3 separate regions of the Mus musculus genome follow, and regions 2 and 3 are each linked to region 1. A link is a contact called in public HiChIP or PLAC-seq and Micro-C data. All regions are on one chromosome and are shown on one strand. Each heading gives the region's core, a stretch centred on a gene start, on an enhancer-like site or on the middle of the called end of the contact. The rest is flanking DNA. Distances are from core to core; before and after follow the strand shown. Region 1 holds the start of Dmrta1 (doublesex and mab-3 related transcription factor like family A1). Region 2 has its middle 140 kb from the start of Dmrta1. Region 3 has its middle 160 kb from the start of Dmrta1.

Region 1 (3,676 bases), core at 332-2,831:
CTATAGGAAGAGGCTACCTCAAAATCCATATTGCCTCTGTTAGGAGGCTCATCTTGAGTTGTCCCCCATAGACCCTCTTGGATCTCCCCCTATCACAGGTTACTGGCATGTTCTAGAGTCCAGGAGATTACACACACACCCCTGCCGCTATTCATCTTCTTTCTCTATCTGTTCTCCCTACATATGATCTCCCTCCCTGCCCCCTTCCACTTCCCATCACCTCTTCCACCCAGTTCCCTCCTTCCATCAACCTCTGATATCTGTTTTGATCCTTTTCTGAGAAAGATTCATCCTCCCTTGGGACCTCCTTGTTATTTGGCTTCGTTGGGTCTGCTGATTATAGTGTGGTTATCCTGTACTTTATGGCTAATATCCACTTATAAGTGAGTACATACCACGCATGTCCTTTTGGGTGTGGGTTATCTCACTCAGGATATTTTCTAGTTCTATTCATTTCCCTGAGAAATTTATGATGTTCTTGTATTTAATGCCAGTGTGTAAATGAGCCACATTTTCTTTATCCATTCTTCCTTTGAGGGACATCTAGGTTGTTTCCAGATATTAGTAACAGAGCTGCTATGAACATAGTTGAGCAGATGTCCTTGTGGGTGGGGTGGGGTGGAACATCTTTTGGGGATATACCCAGGAGTGGTATAGTTGGGTCTTGAGGTAGAGCCATTCCCACTTTTCTGAGAAACAGCCAAATTGATTTCCTGTGTACACATTTGCACTCCCACCAGCAGTGTAGGAGTGAGTGTTCCCCTTGCTCCACAATCTTGCCAGCATGTGCTGTCCTTTGGGTTTTTGATCTTACCCAGTGTGATGAGTGCAAGGTGGAATCTCAGAGTTGTTTTGATTCGTGATCCCTGGTGATCTGCATATTTCTTTACCTGCTTCTCAACCATTCAAGTTTCCTCTGTTGAGAATTCCCTGTTTAGCTCTGTACCCCATTTTTAGATTGGGTTATTTGGATTGTTGGTGCCTACCTTCTTGAGTTCTGTATATATTTTGTATATTACCAGATACACTAAATCTAATAGAACAGAAAATGGGAATAGCCTTGAACTCGTCGGTACAGGAGACATTTTCCTGAACAAAACACCAATGACTCAGTCACTAACGTAAACAACTAATAAATGGGGCCTTATGAAAATGAAAAGCTTCTGTAAATCAAAGGACACTGTCATTAGGACAAAATGACAGCCCACAGATTGTGAAACAGCCTTCACTAACCCTGCATCTGACAGAGTGAATATCCAAAATACATAAAAGTTTCTTTTTTCTTAATGGACCTTTCAGTCTGATCTGGACACTTTCTAACCTATCCCACAGGCCACCTCCCAGAAAGTCCCACTCTCCGCCCTAGGTCCTCCCCTGGCCTCCTTCCTTGGCCAGCCTACCCAGTGGGCGGGGTGGCCCTCCAGCCTGGCCCTTCTAGGCTCAGGAGACTGGCAGAGCTCAGGACACTGCCCCAGCTGTCTAGACTCAGAGGCTCACTGGCTGGCTGCGCCGTCGGTCAGGTTCTGGAGCTCTTAGACCCGGCGGTTTCTTGCTCTGGGACAGGACAGCAAACTCTAGTTAGTGCGCGGAGCGGGACAGCGGGACCTAGGCGGGTCCTCAGCCGGTATCCCCACAGGGTAGCTCTGGACAGCGCACTTGCTGGTTTCTACTCCTCAGAGGCGCCTTCTCAGAATGGAGCGATTACCTCACGGTCGTAGAGACCGCAGCGGCGGCTGCCGACCCCATCTGGCCCCAGGGCGGGCTGCTGCGCCCGCTTCGGCCGCGCGGTCGGTGTCGTCGGGGATTCCGGTGTCCGCGACTTTCCTGCGGCCGCCTGGCCTTTTTCTGCGATCGACCGCAAGCTCCGGTCGCGCAGGATGCGCTCCGGGCCCTGGGCTGGATAGGGCGTTGGGGGCGGTAGGCTGCGGCTACCCGCGGACCCCGAAGTGCGCGCGCTGTCGCAACCATGGCGTGGTGTCAGCGCTCAAGGGCCACAAGCGCTTCTGCCGCTGGCGGGACTGCGCGTGTGCCAAGTGCACCCTGATCGCCGAGCGGCAGCGTGTCATGGCCGCGCAGGTGGCCCTGCGCAGGCAGCAGGCGCAGGAGGAGAGCGAGGCCCGCGGGCTGCACAGGCTTCTGTACCAGGGGTCGTCGGGGTCCGGGGCTCAGGCTTCCGGGGGCAGCGGCAGGACCGAGAGTCCCCAGGTCTTGAATAACCCCATGGCTGTAGCTGTTCTGGGAGCGGGTGCCTCTAGACACCCTGGGAGCCGGTCAGTCCCAACTTTCGAGGTTTTCCAGCAAGATTATGCTGACAGAAAGCAGGGTGAGTCCTCTTTGGTTTGCTTTTCATGAGAGAAAATGATTGTTCTGCAAGAATGTGTAGAAACGAGCAGCAGCTCCTTAAGAGTGGACAGAAAGAGTTGTTTGAAAGAAGTGCTGAAGTTCAGTAATGTAGATCTACCCTGTTGATGGCTGGGATGGGGATAGTTAATAGGTTTTCACTGGAAGAGCTCATCCCGCGTCTAAAGACAATGAAAACAGTGAAGTGTATGGGATCACAGCCGCCGGCTCGCACCTGGAGTGGATTTAGGCGCAGTCGGCTTTGTCTTTGTGTGGCCGGAACTTAAGCAGGCTGTAAGAGAAAACTTTAGCGGGTGTGCTGACACTCTTTCCAGTTGCAAAGCCACAGTGTTCTTGCACAGGAAACCGGCTGACTATGGTTATTGTGACGATCTTTGATTTGGGGACAGTGTTTTGTCATCAGTTAGCACTTAAGAAACTGAAATTTCTCACCTTTTTCTTTCCTGCTCCATTTTAATTCTTTAAGCACCATTCCCAAAGGAGAGGAAAACTTTAGGGACTTATATTTAGTTCTCATTGGAAATAAGTTTGGGCCTTCCCTGTCGATAATGAAACCATTGACAAGAGTGTCACTTTGTAGCTGGAGAGATCTCAGCAGAGTATTCGTCTATCCTTGCAGTTTCCGGCCACAAAGTCATGGCCAGTATCTCTTGTTTAGATTTACAACTAATATGACCTCCAAATTAACTTTTCCTGTAATATCAATATCACTATGTTGTCATGAAATTTTCATCCCTGCATAGGGCCGCTGTTAAATGGGAATTTCCTTTAAATCATTTAGTTAAAATCCTAAACAGGTTGTATCACATGAAGTTATGCGATAACCGGTGGTAAGCTATTAATTAGAAACTTTGCTTGGTTGTCAAAACTGCAGATCTTAGCAAAAGAGGGTGTAGTTTCAAAAGAAGCCCATCTCTGCATTGAAAATTTACATTCACTTACGTCAAGTTTGGACACATGCTCTAGTTTATTTCACTAGACCAATGAACTTTAAGTGTTTCTCATGGAAGATAGAGACTGTTGAGAGATGGTAACATTCCTTCAGCTACACTGCTAATGAGATTTGGCTGATGGTATGGATTTATGTAAACGTTTTGTACTAAAGTGTACATTTTGCAGGCCTAATGATTGTATTAGATTATTGTGTCACAATGACTGGCCTATAAAAAAAGAAGTTCATATTTTAAAGACTTCTTCAATGGCTTTCTAAATTGACCACCCCCCTCTTACACAATATGAATAAACTATAGTAAGATATTGTACTGAACTTATTCATTTACAAGACAAAGACCTACAGTGATTCAGAGGCAAATTA
Region 2 (3,257 bases), core at 346-2,845, 140 kb before region 1:
CTTGATTCGAGTCCCCTCGTGTGCACCCACAACCTTTCCACCATTTTCCAAAAATCTTTTCTCATGTTTTCCTCTTGATAAGAAAGCATCAGCTCCCTACTTAGAAAATTCACTCCTTATCTGGTTATATGGGGTAGCCTCATAGGTTTCATTTGGAGTGAGATCAGTTTCTAAAATTTTCTTAGAACTCTAAGTCTGCCATCACAGTACAAGCCTAGTCCTAGGTGTCTGATCATTGTACTACCAGCAAGCTCACTTCATTTGTCTTCCTAAACACACTGGATGCTGCTTTTAAAACACCCAGACACACTGCATGCTGGTTTTAAAACTTCTGTTTGACCCTCTCCTATTTCCTCTTTGTTCCTGAATCCCTATTCCCCAACCATCAGTGTGAATGGAACCTATGTAAGTTGTGCCAAGGTGGCAGTAACAGAAGGCCACTTGGAGCTGTCAAAATTCCCTACATTCTGGTGACTTAAATACAGATAGAACTCACACCAACAGATGGATCCCTCTTATGAGTCTTAACAATGAGATTATAAAACACTCTTTAAAAGGATTTGCCAAACACATCATTTTGTCATATCAGGGGCAGTCTTTGAGAGACTCTAATAGGCAGGACTCATTTTCTATAAAACACATTGAGTTATGGCATAAGTCAAACCCTTTTTCTGATTCCAAACCTAGATTACTTATGTCTAAGCCTTCAGGTCTCTATTCTGGGTATAACACATAGCTAAATTACACTCCTAAAACTTGGAAACTGGACGGGCTCATCAATGCCTCAAAAGTCTGTCAAAGGACTTCTGACTCCAAGAGTTTATTAGTTCACAGTCAGTATATTTTGGGCCGAATTTGTGAATCAAATACTAATTGAAAAAAGTACAAAGACTATATGCTCAGTGGAGAGCTCACTGAGACACAAACCAAAACCCTTTTATGGACCCTCCTCTATAAGATGTCTTAACTCCCTTAATGGGCAATCATAGTCTCCACTTTCCTAGGTTCTGTGAGAAACATAACACATTACAACTTTTCATTTACTGCCTGCTGAACATGATTTAGTGGTCCCTCTAGGGCCTGAGCCTATCTCTGCCTTCTCAGGTACTGAGCAGGAGCATGGATTGTGACATCTGTCCTTCCCAGAGTCACATTTACTCAGGACTATACACTCTTGTCTTGACAGTTTCTCTTGCCTCAACAAAAAGAGCAGCGCCTACTTCGTTGTTAGTAGTCCGGACTTCACCTTCACTGTGTGTACAGAAACAGGGGTTCTTATGAACTCTGCCGTTTGCTATTCAAACACTCTAGAACTCAGAAACCAAATAATTATGCTAGCCCAAGGCCTTTCACAGGTACACGAGGTGCTAAATCTACTTCATAGCAGTTGGCCTTCAGAACTTCTTGGCTCTTGGTTTGTGGCTGCTGTTCAAGGTGGACACTGCACCACACACACAAAAAAGTAAGTAGGTTGCTTGCTTATGATAATAAATCTGGACAGATACAAAAACAATCAACACAATATCATCAAACATGCTGATGAGGCTTGGGTACAAGGATCAAAGGGAACGTTTGAATGGCGAGACTTTGAAACAAGTGAGAAAATGTGGTTTCCTGTTGATCTACTTTCTGGGGGTGCTTGTAGTCAGTTGTCTGCTTCCTGCATTTTGTTCCTGCATTTTAAACTTATGTGTCAAGTTTGTTTCCTCTGTGCTTCAACAGATCTATCTCTAAGGCTTTTATCCCTTACCCTCAGAAGTCTCTCTCCCTCCAAGTCCCCTGGGCCAGGAATGCAGACCTTCTAACAAAAACCACTCCAAACTGTAGTTCTTATTTTATAGCCTAGCATGGAATCTCTGCTAGAGTAACACATGATACATATGGGCCAGTGTGTTCCTTCTGCTTGGCTCAGAGAAGCCATTGAAGAAAAGGCCTCCAACCAGCTCTCTGGTAATTGGTTTGTTACACTGACAAGGTGGAATGTAGACGCAAGGCTATGATTAGAAAAACAGAAAGAAAACAGGTCTTTAGTTCAACTCTGGTTCAGAAAGTGCCCCCCCAAAAAACAAAAACAAAAACAAAAACCCAGACCTGTTCTACTCCTGTTGAGACCAATGAAAAGGTAGAGTATCATAGGCCTGTAAAACACCAACCAAGTGTATACATGGATGGGTCCATGGCTCCAGCTGCATATGTAGCAGAGGACTGCTTTATCTGGCATCAATGAGAGAGAAGGCCCTTGGTCCTGTGAAGGTTTGTTGTCCCAGTGTATGGGGATGCTAGAGGGGTGAGGTGGGAGTGGGTGGGTGGATGGAGGAGCACCCTCTTAGAGGCAAAGGAGAGGGGATGGAATGTGGGGTTTGTGGAGGGGAGACCTGGGAAGGGAGACAACACTTGAAATGTAAACAAATAAAATAACAAATTAATTTAAAAAAAATAAAAGAGAGAATGGCCTGTAACCTGGCTGTCACGAAGTGCAGCATTGCAAACCCATGCAAGAGCAGAGCACTGACCAGTCAGAGCTGTCCTCCTTTCCACTGTGTGACTAGAATGAGGGAGACCGAGTGCGTAGTAGCTTCTGCTAACCAAACAGGAAGGCTCCTAATTAGAAAACTCTCATCTTATCTTACGAGCCCATGCTGGCAGTTCTAATACTCCCATTGAAATGTGGCTAACAAACTTGTCAACTGTTTCAAGGAAAAAACACATAAACCAATCTCAGACAAGCCATTTCCTAAAGTTTCTAAGCTTAACAACTGTGTAAAGCGCTGGGCGGTGGTGGTGCACGCCTTTAATCCCAGCACTCAGGGGGCAGAGGCAGGCAGATTTCTGAGTTCGAGGCCAGCCTGGTCTACAGAGTGAGTTCCAGGACAGCCAGGGCTACAACAGAGAAACCCTGTCTCGAAAAACAAAAACAAAAACAAAACAAAACAAAACAAAACAAAACAAAACAAATCTCAACTGTGTAAAGCAAAAAAAGCCAAAAAGCTGGGGGAGGGGGGAATTTAAAACTAGAACCCCAAAGATGCTTAAACTTAGAATCATGCATGGCACAAAACTAGGGAAAATTAGAAAAAAAAAAGGTAAAAGAAAGTTCACTGTACATAAATCTATTATGCACACAATTGGACGTTTCAGGACTATTAAAGCCCAAGACACTTTAAACCACTTTTTACACATTTATTTCTAAATATTGATGGGTTGTTTCTAGCGGAAATGTTTTTGTTGCTGCACACACACACACACACACACACACA
Region 3 (3,481 bases), core at 51-2,550, 160 kb before region 1:
CAGATATATTTCACTAGCAATTTCCATTCGTGTTTCCACCCCACCCCCAGGCTAGACTCTCAGGTTTGCATAGATCTTAATTACATAGATCAATGATTATAAAGATCATTCTATCTCAGAACGACTTCTCAAAACACAGTGTCTGAAAACAATGCTTGTGGGCAAATAGGTTATTTGAGAAGTGACTTCAAGAGATCAGAGAATGGATAAAGAGAGGGCGAATGGATAAAGAAGGAAGGAAGAGGATCCCTCCTTCCAGGGGAGATTGCTGTGGTGACTTCCACGAGAATCTTCACCATAGCAGCTCCGAGATGCTTCCCTTTGTCCCAACCTTCACTTGAATCCACAAGTCACACTGAATCTGATGTTTTTGTTTGAGGTTTGATCCCAGGGACTTTAGGACACACCCTGGCTGCACAGCCAGGGGCTGGGAATGTTATGGGACAAAAAGAAGACTCACAGGAATCTTGGTGGACTGTGCTTAGCACATGGTTGCATCCACTCTGCGTTTGTATACAGACTTCCACTGGCGAGGTGATCCCAGGAGTGTGGCACACGTAACAGATTCGGAAGCTAGCTGTCTATGCTGCTGCTCATGTAGTGTATGTGTACATGACTAAGCCCATTCACTAAAATGTGGGGTAACTTTGTTGTTATTGGATATTGCTTTTATTAGAAATAATAAGTCAGATTAGAAAGCCTGAATAGATTGTTGTATGAGGCTGGGATTCTTAGCTACAATTCAGAAGCAGTTAGTTGTATGGTATATAGAATCAGCTTTTCTTAAAATTGTAACTAATGAGAATTTCTTCTTACTGTTGCCCTCAGACCTAGGCCTGTGTGTATATGGTCTTGGTTTTTATCTATTCACAAACATTGCCTTTTAGGCACTTTGTACAAGGCTCTCTAATCAAAAGTAATTTCTGTGATTTCTGAAAACTTCTTATCGTTTTGTAGTTAAATTCTTACAAGATCCACCAGAATGGATCAGACATTTGGCTTGACTCTCACTTATATGCTGTTTTTACATTCCGGATTGTGGCTTCCCATTTTGTAAAAACCTGGTTAATTTTCAACTACTCTAATTACTAAGCTTTCAATTTCCCCTGATCCTTGAAGTTATACATTCTGTGTTCAATAAAAGTAATGTATTTCGGCTCCTCACTTAGATGCTTAGATCTGGAACCTAAGAGATTATAATTAGTTCACCCCTGTGCCTCACAGTGTAACATAGTGCGCTTAAAAATATTTATGCAATGCTTAGGGGAAACCCCTAAAATGTCTTCTCATCTTTGTAAGAAAATGGAGCTATAAAAACATTTCTGACTCATGTCTTCAGATGCATAAATGTTCCGTTTCTATTTAAGAAACTCTAGGCTTTAAAATACCAATGACTCAGCTTGCCAGGTGTCTGCAGACAGATTTTCTTTTTTAAGTTTTAAATCAAAATAGTGACTCAGGTAGTTTCAACAAAAGTGAGAAATGAGAAAACACGCAGATTATGCACACGATGAGTCAAATTTGACTTAGAAAGATACTGGTTGTGAAAGTCCATGTGTCTCATGTCACCATCTATCTGAGATCTCTCCTGTGTGTAGCAGTGCTCACCCATGGCACTGTCTTGAGTGCACTTGGCTACCCATGAGAATGGCCTTATTTATAACACACAAGGGGTTTTGAGCTGACCACATTAAAACTTTTTGTAAAGCTGACCATGTTCTCCAAGAATCCCTCTTAATACTTAGCTGCATCTCCTTCTTTCATAGTTTTATAGCTTGGAGGCTTTTAGAGCTCAAAGTTCCCCCGTTGTATACATTTATCTCCCATCCAAGTGCTAACCTGGCCTGCCCTTGCTTAGCTCCCAAGAACAAACAGAATTGTGCTAGTTCAGGGTCCAATGGACATAGACTGAACATATGTACCTATGGGTAGAAAAAGAAGCCTCCAGAGATATAACAGAGATAGAGTGAATAACCAATTTTTTTTTGATAAGGAAAATAATTCTTGAATTTTGACCCAGACTCTTTTCTTCAAAGTATCTTGTTTGCACAGCACTCTCGCTTCTTTGGCAGTAGAGGGAAAAGAAATCTTGCACATTTGGCAACTGTTTCCAAGTCTTTAGCCAGAGAAAAGTTTGCATCCCATGCCAAAGGTGAAGCTTTATAGTAGAGGTGATACCTGGTCTTCGCTGAAGCAAAATCACAAATGACTGGTGCAGACATAGATTATTTCTGTCTCCTTGCCAAATTCTAGCAATTTGAAAGAATAGCGACTCAACCCGTGGGCAGACAGGGCAGGATGCTAGAACGTGGTTCCCGTGATTGGGAAGCCAAGCCTGGTTGGCTCATCCTTCTGGGGTCCCGGGGGTCCTTGACGGCTTGCGGATGAGACTGAATCTAGAGGTCAAGCTGTTGTAGAAGCGGCACCCTCCCATTTGCCAGCCGTGTAGCTCTGAGTAAGCTTTGTCAGCCCCCTGAAGTTTACTCTCACATTTAACATTTTAAGCTCTGAAGAAAAATATGACCTTCCCATGGGCGCATCTGCTAATAAAGTGGGCTTAATAAATAGAAATCGCCTTAATAAACACAAGCACACAGTGAATTCATTCCATCTTTCTCCTGTTTATTTTTCTCCCTCCTCCTTTGTTTCTCTCCTCTTTATTCTTAACTTCCTGGTGTGTAAAAGATAAGAACACAACAAGATTTACTGGAGGCACAAACACACAGAACCACTCAGATAGTGCCTTGAGTTAGGGTGTTTTAATGACGTTTTATGCCCACCCAGCCAAACCCACTCTGTACTGACAGAGGAGATTGTAGGAACCACAAAGTTATTCATAGCGTGACTCTCAGGCCCCAGTAACCATTACTCACCCCAGAGCAAGAGAAAGTTCCAGAAACATTTCTTTTCATATAAGGATGGCAAGGAGGAAAATGATGACTTGTGAATCCTTCATCGTATCTTTAGATAAAATAAATGAATTACTGTCTATGAAACCGCTGGGCTGGGTTCACCTGATGTTCTGAAAGCAGAGTGTCATCTCAGTTCCCATTTATGCTGGCCCAAGTGATTATATCCCTGTCCAAACAGTCACAGCCAATTAGTATTGGACACTCTTGTGTGTGACAGCTACCTTCTATGCACATTCCATGTATTAACTTCCCTCGTTACCACAGCTACTGTACACGAAGGACACTGTTCTCATTCCAGTTTAACAAAGATGGAAATGAGACAGAGACTGAGATGGAAGAATAAGGACCAGGACACTCTAGCTTCATTATCTACCTCTCTCCATCACATCTCACAGAGATGTCATGTTCAGCTCCTGGAAGACCCTCTCACACCATCCCAAAAAGCCACCAGGAAGGCTGCTTATTCCGCAAATTCTCCTTTCTGTTATTCTCTATTTGGACAGATGCTATTATTCATAAAAGTACATCTAGGCAATGTATTGTATCATGTATGCATTTCTCTTCACCAG

The links. Hi-C and Micro-C count contacts between places; a contact is called where the count stands out from the background. HiChIP or PLAC-seq counts read pairs in DNA pulled down with a chosen protein or histone mark.
Region 2: a contact with region 1 is called in a BATF HiChIP or PLAC-seq map of CD8 T cells, with 11 read pairs. The contact joins the enhancer-like site here to the promoter of Dmrta1 in region 1. A contact is called at or near these places in 11 of 39 promoter capture datasets (the 3T3-L1 cell line, 3T3-L1-derived adipocytes, the C10 cell line and 6 more), 1 of 15 datasets of contacts at CTCF or cohesin (CD8 T cells), 3 of 484 Hi-C or Micro-C datasets (memory CD8 T cells, natural killer cells and pre-pro-B cells), 5 of 115 datasets of contacts at active chromatin or transcription factors (CD8 T cells, embryonic forebrain, memory CD8 T cells and 2 more) and 1 of 9 other capture datasets (adipose tissue).
Region 3: a Micro-C map of the HL-1 cell line shows a contact between it and region 1, with 5 times the contacts expected there. The contact joins the enhancer-like site here to the promoter of Dmrta1 in region 1. A contact is called at or near these places in 14 of 39 promoter capture datasets (the 3T3-L1 cell line, 3T3-L1-derived adipocytes, the C10 cell line and 9 more), 4 of 15 datasets of contacts at CTCF or cohesin (CD8 T cells, liver, pro-B cells and 1 more), 60 of 484 Hi-C or Micro-C datasets (the 63-12 cell line, the Ba/F3 cell line, the C10 cell line and 37 more), 6 of 115 datasets of contacts at active chromatin or transcription factors (CD8 T cells, effector CD8 T cells, embryonic hindbrain and 3 more) and 2 of 9 other capture datasets (adipose tissue and liver).

Annotation. Positions count from the first base shown.
Region 1 is chr4:89,686,617-89,690,292 of GRCm38.p6, forward strand. It overlaps Dmrta1 (doublesex and mab-3 related transcription factor like family A1), which reads left to right and starts at 1,582. Exons shown (of 2, transcript NM_175647.3): 1 at 1,582-2,323. The coding sequence starts at 1,693.
Region 2 is chr4:89,549,121-89,552,377 of GRCm38.p6, forward strand. No RefSeq gene overlaps it. Among named protein-coding and RNA genes, the nearest start is that of Dmrta1, 140 kb to the right of the region's middle. Within about 2 kb of position 1,596, at least 27 of the 459 cell types and tissues checked have an H3K27ac peak or open chromatin away from gene starts, as enhancers often do. A contact at or near this core is called in CD8 T cells, memory CD8 T cells and natural killer cells, where this site is marked.
Region 3 is chr4:89,528,866-89,532,346 of GRCm38.p6, forward strand. No RefSeq gene overlaps it. Among named protein-coding and RNA genes, the nearest start is that of Dmrta1, 160 kb to the right of the region's middle. Within about 2 kb of position 1,301, at least 20 of the 459 cell types and tissues checked have an H3K27ac peak or open chromatin away from gene starts, as enhancers often do. A contact at or near this core is called in the 63-12 cell line, the C2C12 cell line, the HL-1 cell line and 2 more, where this site is marked.